Regions from separate parts of the Hermetia illucens genome. Here region 2 is linked to region 1. A link is a contact called in public Hi-C data. All regions are on one chromosome and are shown on one strand. Each heading gives the region's core, a stretch centred on a gene start, on an enhancer-like site or on the middle of the called end of the contact. The rest is flanking DNA. Distances are from core to core; before and after follow the strand shown.

Region 1 (5,527 bases), core at 1,465-3,964:
TTTTCTAAATTAGCTAAAATGAGAATGTACAGTGGGTTATCTGCTAACCGAGAAAGTTAAATGAGGCTGTTAACCCACTTTGCTACGGGGCTACCATCTTAGCTTACAGAGTATCAGGATAGCAAAGCGGGTCTTAGAAAAATTTGAGTGATTTAGTCAGTGTAAAAATTGTTTTTACCTATCTACCTCCATTTAAGCGCAATTTTCTCCAATTCCGCACATACCAGTAATTTTTCCTTTCCTCCAGTAAGAGCGTCTTACGTTGGCATATAAGACCATATATTATCAATGTTTGAACTTCTGAGGGATACTTTTACTCGGCTTCAACATGGATATCGACTACAAAACAATCAGGGCGCTCCTAGTGATGTTTTGAGGTGGTGGATTATATTCATCAACAACGGCGCAACACCGGGTATCCGGTCTATGCCTTCTTTAATAGGAACTGCAGATAGCCCGGTTTTGCGCCGAGATTAACCAATTCGATATTCCCAAAAGCTGCCTGGCGTCCTGGCTTACACTTTCGTTTCACCTCAGGCAGAGTCTGCCTCGTCTTGGATTACATTATCCAGTCTTAGCTTGGATGTCGTGATTGTAATGAGCTACTGATAAGAATACTTGTTATGATGAGGGCACCAAGTGTGTAAACTGTTCCAAATATAATAATTGATCAATAGGATGGCGTTCAGGTGTGCGAAATCGCACTCCGGTCCCACAATCGTGCGAGAACAAAAACACACTTCGGCAGATTGTAAAGAGGTTCACATCATTCTTGATGTTTTGGTACATTTGCAGTTGTTCCCTGCCAAGTCAAATTTATTTTTCACGTCTTAACTGACGTATGAATCCACATTATTTGAAAGTGCATATATGTAAAAATCAGCGCCAGAAATTCACCCATAATTTTTTTTCATTTAGAACCAAATCACTAACGATAATTACCTTTTTCTATCCAAAGATCTCCTAAGTTTAACTGATGATGGCGATCGGCTCCTGCTAATACTCCTTGATCTGGAAGACTGTGGAAAGCTGAGTTAGTGTGATTTCTGTCTATGAACAACAAATAAAATCTAACATGTAGAGCTATAGCATTTTCGATGTTTAGCATCTACACTAACAGTTTGAGCGATATAAACTCTACGACCCGATATTTTTTTAGACAACTCACCTCTCGTCGATTCATGTCGCTACTAAACTATGATTACCGCCCAGGTTGACCAAATATTCATAAAGTTTCGAGGTTCCGACAAGAATACCATACGCACAACCTCGTCTCGAAATTGGACCACCACAACCTCCTCTAATATGACCGATACTGATGAAAACAAAACACTATCAATTGTCAGAGCCAACAACATAACCAGCACAGGCCGATTATTTTCATGAATTACAGTTCAGTGCGCCATATACTTTAAAAAATATTGACACTTGCAGCGTGTAATACCTATAGCGGACATGAAACAGTTTTTCGGTGAAAGAATGATCGATCGATACTACTCAAAAGTAAACCGTGTGAGGTTGCAAATATATTGCCGGAGTGGTAATATATTCACATTGGCCATCGTTAGCGCGAATACATAATCTCAATCGTTTCATAAAGCTCTCAACGGGACGCATACTACTAGGAATTCAATTTTTTTAAATGTACAGGCGGTGGCTTCCAAAATCAATCATATTCCGTTATATAACAGATTAAAATATGCTGACTGATACTTAAGTGGGAAACAAATTTAAGATGAATGCGTGATGCGCACGAAACAAGCTTCTATTCGCCCACAGTTTCCATGTAAACCCGAAATTTCGGGTCGGCAAAGTTTGCTCTACGTCGGCAGGGTTCATTGTAATGACAGATTGCGCCATTTGCAATTTGGCGGCGCTTTTTGCTTTTGGCAGTTACTTTTGAATGTGATTAATTTAAATGAATTCGTTTTGAAAACTGCGGAAGGCACTATTTGCATTGCAAGTGCTAATTATTAAGTCGGAGGTATATGCATGCAATTCATTACATGTACCAGCCCACAGCATAGCCCATATGTCGATACCGATAGATGTTGAAGGTCAATGATGTGTACGGATAAGCTTCCCCAATACATTCACAGTTCCAGTCCATTAAGTGTGGGTACTGCCTATTAGATACACTGTGACGTGAAGTGGCAACGAGCAATCATCCGAGTCGCATTGCGCATCGGACTTGTTAGCTGTATTCCGTGTGGCACCTGCGAACCTCGTTCTGTTTGTTAGTGAACGGGTTATGTGCGCAACGGTCAAAATGGAATTTTGAGGAGGTAATTATTTAGGAAACGCATCTATAGAGACTTTTTATGTCATATAATGTAATGTAATTTAATGTTACGACTACCTCAACAATCCCGTCCTTCGGGTATCGACGTTTGACATTTCGTTTCAATGTTTTGAGCTAATGATCTCCTGACGAACATTGGTCATCGCGAACGAAGTGCAAGCAAGAACTGACGTTTATGAATAACGCTCGCGGTTTGCCCCAAACCTCAAACGGTACGCTTTGAAAGGCTCGCGAGTGGCGTGAACTCCAAACGGCACTCAGCTGTTGTATGTTGCTTGATATAAGACCGTGTAATGAACTTCCTTTGACAGGTCTCTCACTGTGCACGCACGCATTCATTCCATTGTGGTTTTTCTATTCTACAATTGCAGTCGAAGTCATTAAGTGAGATTTGTGTGCAGGGATTGGCTAACCTGCGGGAATGACTAGCGGTTGTTCAGTGATACATTAAATCCAACACGAATTTGTGACATAAGGTTGATTAGAGTACGACGGCAAGATTTTAGAGTGAATTTTCTGGTGAAAGTTAAGATAGGAAGAATGGCTGGCGCGCTAATATTTGAACGAGCTCAAGCGGTGTCCCTAGTTAATCGCGAAGAGGGGATTTCTCTTCTCAACAAGATTGTAAGAGGCCAAGAAGTGGCGGAAAACGATGAAGAACTTATCCGAGTAAAGGAGCAGGGAATTTTGCAGCTTGGTGAACTGTATAAGCAAGAAGGGAAAGCTAAGGAACTCGCTGATTTAATCAAAGTAACACGCCCCTTTCTTAGCCTCATTAGCAAAGCAAAGGCGGCGAAGTTGGTTCGGTCGCTAGTTGACTTATTTTTAGATTTGGAAGCTGGCACCGGCATTGAGGTGCAACTGTGCAAAGAATGTATCGAATGGGCAAAACAAGAAAAGCGCACATTTTTAAGGCAATCTTTGGAAGCTCGGCTTGTAGCTTTATATTTCGACACGGGGATGTATTCTGACGCCTTGCAACTTGGTTCGCAATTGCTAAAAGAATTAAAAAAGTTGGACGATAAAAATCTGCTAGTAGAAGTGCAACTGCTAGAGAGTAAAACATACCATGCCTTGAGCAATCTACCGAAAGCCAGGGCTGCGTTGACATCAGCCCGAACGACTGCAAATGCTATTTACTGTCCACCTAAAATGCAGGGAGCGCTTGATTTACAGTCTGGAATTCTGCATGCAGCCGATGAAAGAGATTTCAAGACTGCGTTTTCATATTTTTACGAGGCATTTGAAGGTTTCGACAGCGTGGAAAGTAGTAAAGCGTTGACAGCACTCAAGTATATGCTTCTGTGTAAGGTGATGCTTAGTCAAGCGGAGGATGTAAATCAAATTGTTAGCGGGAAATTGGTGAGTGATTAAGAAGTAAATTAATGCAAATGTTATCCAAGAATTGTACTCTTTGCAGGCGATAACATACTCCGGAAGAGATATCGATGCTATGAAGGCTATCGCACAAGCATCACATAAACGATCTTTGGCTGACTTCCAAGAAGCGCTCAAAGAATACCACAAAGAACTAGAGGAAGACGTCATCGTAAAAGCTCATTTAGGAACATTGTATGACACAATGCTGGAGCAGAATTTATGCAGAATCATCGAGCCTTACTCACGAGTGCAGGTATATTCAAAAGTTCTCCCTGAACTCTCGCTATCTGCATCTCATTTACTTTACAATCATTTTTTTAATTCTCTTGTTATTGGGGAAGAAAGGAAAGATTTCGTACGATATTAGATTCTTAGACCGTTTGGTAAGTTCGTTTCTTTGTGGCCTATCCCACATTCCATCCAGTTTCAACTTTCGATGCTATAAGCCTATAGCGGGACAACCCAAAGCCAGGGTGAAACATCGGGTTTCGAGCATCGAATAACAAAATCGATAGGTTGGCGCTCCGCCATCTCAACTACTGCATCGGAACTTTGACCTAGTTCAAGTATGTTATATATGTCTCTTGGTCACTCTTTTCAAGATCGCTGACGAATGGGTGTCCCAAGAGCACTTGGTGCAAAACAGTAGAGATGGAGTGTGAGGGTCTCGGGAGATCAAGAGACCAAGAGGTGAATGACAGCCATTTCAATACGGGATAGAAAAGTACATTGAGACATTCAATATATATTGACGACATCGAATGGTGCGCCAAAGAAAATCAACATTTAGTCCAGGAGGAATATCGACATGCAATTTGGTTTAAAAAAAAGGGGGAAAACGGTGGTAAAATCATTATTTGCTGCTTCTTCTGCCTCCCTATCAGTGCAATAAAAAAATTGTTTTTTGTCACGACTCATGTTACTCTGCACTTCCTGGGGTTTGTTGCGGTACCGAAGCTCAAGCACACACTTTCGCCCCAATTCGCGGCGAAGATAAGGAGTCTTCAGTTCTCTACGCTCGTCGATTCATTTAAAAGTTTTGGATGCTAGCCAAATCTTTTAACGCCCCTTCGGGACGTGGGCAACAACTTGTGCCAAGGAAAAGTTTACTTTTCATGACAGCTCATCAATATTCTCCCACGTCGTGTTAAAAATATCTGCTGTCCCTTTGGTAGTTTTGCCACAGCGGAATGACAGCCGGGTCACGCAAGCGTACCGTTTTGTTTGTAAAAGAAAACCTTACCAAAATTGGTTCATTGGCTGTCTCTCTGTCACATGCACTTTTCTCAGAAATGGCTAAACGGATTGACACGAAATTCGGCGAGAAGTAGGGAACTGTGAACGCCCAAACGTCCAGTAACCTACATCTATCTACGCTGATTTTAAGGACAGTCATACGTGCAAAAGTCGGGTGTAGTTTTTTTTCATCAAATATAGTCATGTTGTGGACCAAATGAAAGGTCCCGTATAGCATTTTTCGAGCCCGGAAAGGCAGGGAGTGCGGGGGTCGAAAGTGATAATTTCTTTAAAGGACCCATTCTCAGAAACTACCTAACCGAAAAATCTGAAAAAAATCATGAAGTTCTACACAGTGTCCAAGTTGCAAAATACTCCCTATATCGATGCCTAGTCAAACTAAGTTAAAAATAGTTATATTATTACGTTCTTGGGGAAATTGACTAGGGACTCTCCTTAAGTTTACCGCAGAGTGCAGTGATGTAGACTATAGAATGAAGCATGGTATTTCCAATTTTTATCAAAATCGTACTATTACTAATAAAGTTACAGTAACTCAAAGTTTTCTTTGCTGCGTAAATTTACTGCAACCCAAATTCCTGGTGATCA
Region 2 (5,527 bases), core at 1,230-3,729, 270 kb before region 1:
CCATTATGGCTGAAACTTTCACCGCTCATCTGATTTCCTTGAGAACAAAAAAGCATACTACGGTTCGCGTATATGTATCAACAATCATTAATACTAAATAACTTTTTTTTAGTTTGGGAAAAATTCCTAATATGCTTCGTTGTGGGCTAGCAACCTCCCTATTACAACTATTAGGAGGGTGCAATTATGTATCTTCGGAAACAATTTATTCTGTATGGGGCGACCCAGCGGGAAGGAACTATCTTGGTAAGCGCATGAAATCATACGATGAAATCAGATTTCCTTGAAGTTTGATTTATTTTCTTAATTTTTTCGAGTATTGTTTCCAACGAGTCGCTATTAAAATTTTCATTTCTCTTAACATTACCGTTTTTATTCTAAACAATGTCCACAAGAGACTAGTGTTTTCGACTTTCACGTATTACATCACGAAACTCTTTAATGAAGCTATCATACAAATGCTCTTTATTGGTATATTCTCTAGCTTGTGATTCGCTTATGGTACAAGTGAGTAATCGCATTAATCATCATCCAACGTATGCCAATAGAAAGTTTTTGTCAGGAAAGAAGCAAACAATTGTTTAAGGACATTTTGGAAAAGCTGGAAGTGAATAGTCAAGTCGTCTTCACGGGAAACTTCGACTTTTGGCGATAAAATTTTAATTCAAATATTCAAAGACTGGTGCCTGCTAAGGACATAAAATTATGGTACTTGATTAAAAGACGCAATGCCACTACACGCTCACAACTTCATTTTCGGCTGAAGGCATAGTTTCTTTGTTCAAAGGCGGGATCTGAAAAGTTCAAACCGCAGCAAATACTTGGGCTTGAGAAATTTTCAATAAAATCTACTGTAACTGTTTAAATGGCCAACCAATTTCTTGAGAATCCTAAGATTTTATGCAAGCGCATACCGTGTTTCCTCCATCGGCCTTAAGCAAAATAATCTGATTAAAAGTTCTCGTCGAATTCGAAGTTCCTAGTGTGTTTACGAATACTTAAAAATATTTAACAACTAGGGAAGTTGCTTCCAAGCGTAATACCATTCCAAGCAAATGGGAATATCTGCACAATTACGACGACACCATGTCAGTAAATGATTTGAGATAGGCTTCGTGCAATTTTTTTATGAAATCTGGATCATTTTTTATTAAATACAGCATTGCCTGCAGCAATTGCGTCTGAGTCAGGGGTTCAGGCTTCGCGAAGCCCACCGCTTCTGGTCCGGAAAGGTCCATTTGGTTCAATGCCTGCGTAATGTTCGCCGCCAATATTGTAGGATTCTGACTGATACCATCAATGCTTGCCGGGGCTTTGCCCGACGATGTCGATAGGAACATGGTGGGAGGCATTAGCGCTGGCTTCGACGAAGATGACGGTGATTGGATTGGCAAAGAATTTTCACGCCGGAGAAGTTGTTGAATGGGCTTTTGCTGCGAATTCGATTCTACCTCTGAAGCGCCTTGCGTACTCGTAAGTGGAGCAGGGTTGCGACAGCTTGTTGCACTCACATTTGACGATCCCATGAATTTCGCCAAAGGCGATACAACCAATTCTTGATTCTAAAAAGGTGCAACATTTATTTGAGGATAGTTATCGGGGGTTATGTGGCTTACCGCTTGAAAAGGTGGCACTAGAACTTCATCTTGTGGCGTCGTTGCTCTTTGTTGTTTCTCGATTTGATCAACACTCACTGGATTTGATAACAGCCTTTGGAACAAAGGAACTTCAGATGCGGCTGCCGGCTTTGCAGCTGCGAAAAAATTCATCACACTTTGCGATGTAACATCTGGTTGCGGCCGACTTTCGCTCTTCGTACTATTCGACTGGCCTTTTGCATTATTAAAGTCTTCCTGGGCTTTACTCAGCATAGTAAAAATGTCGACATTGTTTGTTGCCGGCCGCATCATTTCTTGCGTCTTATTCACACTGCTTTTTACCTCACACTCTTTGATTAGACGTCCTACCAACTCTCCGATGCGGTCACACTCTGAACTGTTATAGAACCAAAAACCTCGAATACGTGACCTTTCGTTGCGATAGAGGAGGAACGGAGGCTGTGACTGCAGCTCAAGTTGTCCTGTTATCGGCTCAACAAAAGAATTCGTATTGAGTCTGTTGTTTATAAAAATACTGTGGATAGGTTCAGCGTTCCGGCTGTAAATGAAGAAAGCACCCTCTACATCCGTTTTTTCCCATTCGCTTTCTTCAGAATTGAATGTGTAGAATGCAACGTGTGCGGAAGAATCCACGATGTCTTTGGCGTACGGATCAACTCGTTTAATTGCTGCCAAATTCATACGCAGTTCAATCTGATCAGCCATCTTTGACACTCCAACACTACGACCCTTCACCTGTCTCTTTGATTGTTCCAATTTCACTTGAAGTAAGCGGCAATTGACAATCTGAATGACATCTATGACAAGTCGACTTTAATGACTGAATTAAGCAACCCGCCTACTAAATCCTCCTGCTCTTTTTTGGTGTCATTGACTTTTCTCTGCCAAATTCCGAGAATATAGGCTAATAGCCAGGCAGATGGTATTCCGCCAACCGTTAATTACCACATTATTCCCACCATCGTTGCGTGACAATAGGAGCTCGGGAGCATTCTTTAACGTGCTAGGACGTAGCCGCGATTTTGCAACGTCACTTTTTTTGACTGCACTCAGCTCGCCACGGTCCATCTCTTCGTGGTCGGAAGGTCAATTTGACACTTCTTTTATCAGGGGAGAAATGTTGAATGAAAATTTGCCGCTATGTAGTAGTGGAAGAGACGAAATCATAGAAGGTATTGTAACAATTAATCGAGTTCGCTAAAGGCATTTTGAACTTGCCATGACAGTTAAACGCTTAGACCCGTATCATTTGGAACTGCGACTGAAACACGTCAGTAGCTAAAAAGAAATGTCACAATTGCCTGTCCTGTTAGTTAAGTCGTTAAAGTTGTAATGACCCCATTTCCGGTCATCGCATTCTTAAAAACAAAATAATTAAAAAATTGTCGTAGGTCGCATAAGACAGAAAAGTTATACTAGTGCCGATTTGCGCTTCCCCTTGGAGCGGTGTGGCACTCTCCTTCGCGGTGGAATTTTTTTTTAAATAACCGCAGAAATCGATGAAATGGTCAATCCTAAGCAAAGTCTTATCAAAATTGTTCGTGCAAGTACATACTAGTTTTCGGATTATTTATGTTCAGACATGTCCCTTCCTTCTTCGAAAATATGTATGGCTTAGACGGTTTTTCGCAAAAAACTCCGGAGTCATTTATTTTATGTAGAAATGATATGAAGCGGAAACAAACCAAATTGAATAGCAAAGAATATGAATCTTTTCATTTTTCTGTACGTGCAATATGGATTGAGCTATAGCTCGTCAAATCGCAATGGCTAAAAAAATTAATACTTTCAGGATCGCGTTGGTCAACGCTATGCTGATATAGTGGAAATTTTTAGATTAATTTAGTTAGTGGAAATCGGTGGGATAAATAATAAAGGAGCTAGGATCAAAATAATGCAATTATCTGATTTTTTATGTAAAAATCAATAAAGTCAAAACTTATTTTTTCATATAAATTAAAAGTAAGACGAATGAGAACCTACTGTATTTGAGCCCACGCAAAAAATTCTGAAAGTTTGGTGAATTTAAAGTGCATGGTTTCGGAAAAAAATTGTTTTCTCCAATTTTTTTATATTTAAAACTAAAATCATTTTGTTTCGAATATCTCAAAAATAAAAAATATAGTGAAAAAATCCTAAAGTACAAAAGTGTGACCTTTCTCTCGGTAAATGATTAAGGAAGCAGTTTCCACTATCGTCTTTATTTTTTGAATTATTAAAAAACAAAAAATCTTTTTGGTATTTTTTTCCATTTTTAACTATTTTCTTTCATTAATGAATCTTTCATTTACAAAAAAAACTCACATTAAGTAATCAAATCTTAAAACCAAGGGTACATAACTCTTTCCAATGATCGGGGTATGTATGATTATTAGCGGCTAGTAGAACGTTATGCTTTCACCACATATTGACATTATTGGATCCATCTTTCAAATATTTGAAGCATCTTGAGCCGTCAATTTCTTTTACTTTCGCAGCAGATCCTTTGCGAAATTATCGGGATCAGTTGTCAGCTTGTACATGTGTTTGCTGGTATAGGCTGCAATCTTATGCAAGACTGTGGGTATCTGAAGATCTCTGTGAAGCTGGTTATTTTTCACGAATCAAGGCGCCCCTGGGATTGTTCGCAGAATTCTGAATTGCGTGCGTTGCAATAGCTCTCTACTATACAAGTTAATAAATTCAAACACCGTTTGTGTTTTTTAAAAAAATAATTTCAGGGCTAAGCCTGACGTTGATTATTTTGAGTCTATACAAGAACTGAACTAAATCCTAATGACAATATTCCTTAACGCCTATGTTGATAGTTGATGCCGCAGCAATTTTGTTGAAGTCTCGAGAAATTGCAATGCTGAATCGATGACTGAAAATTGGCGCAGCCATGGCGTCAGCAAATATTGTGTGCGCATGCAGGTATTGAATGCACGTGCAAGTGCTAACTCGCCCACATTTAAATGCGGATAGTCCTCGATCGCTAAAAAAATTAGATGTTGTTGAACCTGACATTTTTTATTTCTGGTCGTCGATCTGGTATTGAGGATGTTTCCTTTGCTGCCGGAGGTGGTGGTGGTAATTGCGGTGATTGTTTCCTTTCAACTGTTGTAGGGATAGGCGCCGGAGGTGGTGAAGATTCCGATGTTTGCTTCATCTCAATTGTTGTAACGGTGGGCTTGGTCTTGAATTTGGGACACACCCTGCAACTGATAGAGACTGTAAGGCAACATTCGATTATGGTAAGTATTCCGTAGGTCGCCATTTGATGCGTGCTTGTTTCGGTTCGCATCAACTGAATCTCGCTGGTGTTGTTTATATGGAGATCTTTCATCATCTCTAGCGAGAATATTTCCTGATAGGCCTTGACTTTCGGAGATGGCTGTAGTATGGCGGGTAGTACATTTATCATTGTAGATTCGCCGTTGATAAAGGTCCTCCCCACAGTAGATCTACTATAGGCAGTACCCTTACAAAAATAACCCCACTTGCAAATATGCTTGCAGAAGCTTATCTGTACACATCAGAGACGCTAAACAAGGAAAAGGCATAATCTTCGTCAAATCGTATTGGTAAGAGAGAGATCGGTGAGCTTTTGCTATTCTGGTACTACGGCGTGCTCACCCATATAGCAAATAGTTGTTTCACGTATTCACTTATCCATAAGCAAAAACTTGCCAATCTCACCAATACATTGACAAGTCCGGGCGGTATGTCAAACACAGCTGATCGGGTTTTCGGTACATCTCGCTCATGCTCAAGGGCAAAACAATTTGAAATCGTGTGTACTCGCACTGATTTCCCCCTTGAGGGGCAAGGGGGAGTGAGGTAGCTGTCTAGTATCTAACTGTGGTCCTCCCATTAACCGTTAGGTTGGTATTATGAATCTTTATTAGTTAGGTACCGTTCAGCTTGTG

The links. Hi-C and Micro-C count contacts between places; a contact is called where the count stands out from the background.
Region 2: a contact with region 1 is called in a Hi-C map of whole body, with 2.7 times the contacts expected there. The contact joins the promoter of LOC119654781 here to the promoter of LOC119654442 in region 1. A contact is called at or near these places in 2 of 2 Hi-C or Micro-C datasets (an unstated tissue and whole body).

The regions. Positions count from the first base shown.
Region 1 is chr4:69,886,230-69,891,756 of iHerIll2.2.curated.20191125, reverse strand. LOC119654442 (26S proteasome non-ATPase regulatory subunit 11) reads left to right here and starts at 2,714. Exons shown (of 3, transcript XM_038059842.1): 1 at 2,714-3,664; 2 at 3,723-3,935. The coding sequence starts at 2,843. It overlaps LOC119655802 (transformer-2 protein homolog beta), which reads right to left and starts at 1,352. Exons shown (of 9, transcript XM_038061899.1): 1 at 1,169-1,352; 2 at 943-1,019. The coding sequence starts at 1,183.
Region 2 is chr4:70,151,466-70,156,992 of iHerIll2.2.curated.20191125, reverse strand. LOC119654781 (mRNA-decapping enzyme 1A) reads right to left here and starts at 2,479. Exons shown (of 2, transcript XM_038060325.1): 1 at 1,617-2,479; 2 at 274-1,562. The coding sequence starts at 2,324. The coding sequence ends at 1,074. LOC119654782 (a long non-coding RNA gene) reads left to right here and starts at 3,212. Exons shown (of 2, transcript XR_005249847.1): 1 at 3,212-3,344; 2 at 3,412-3,851.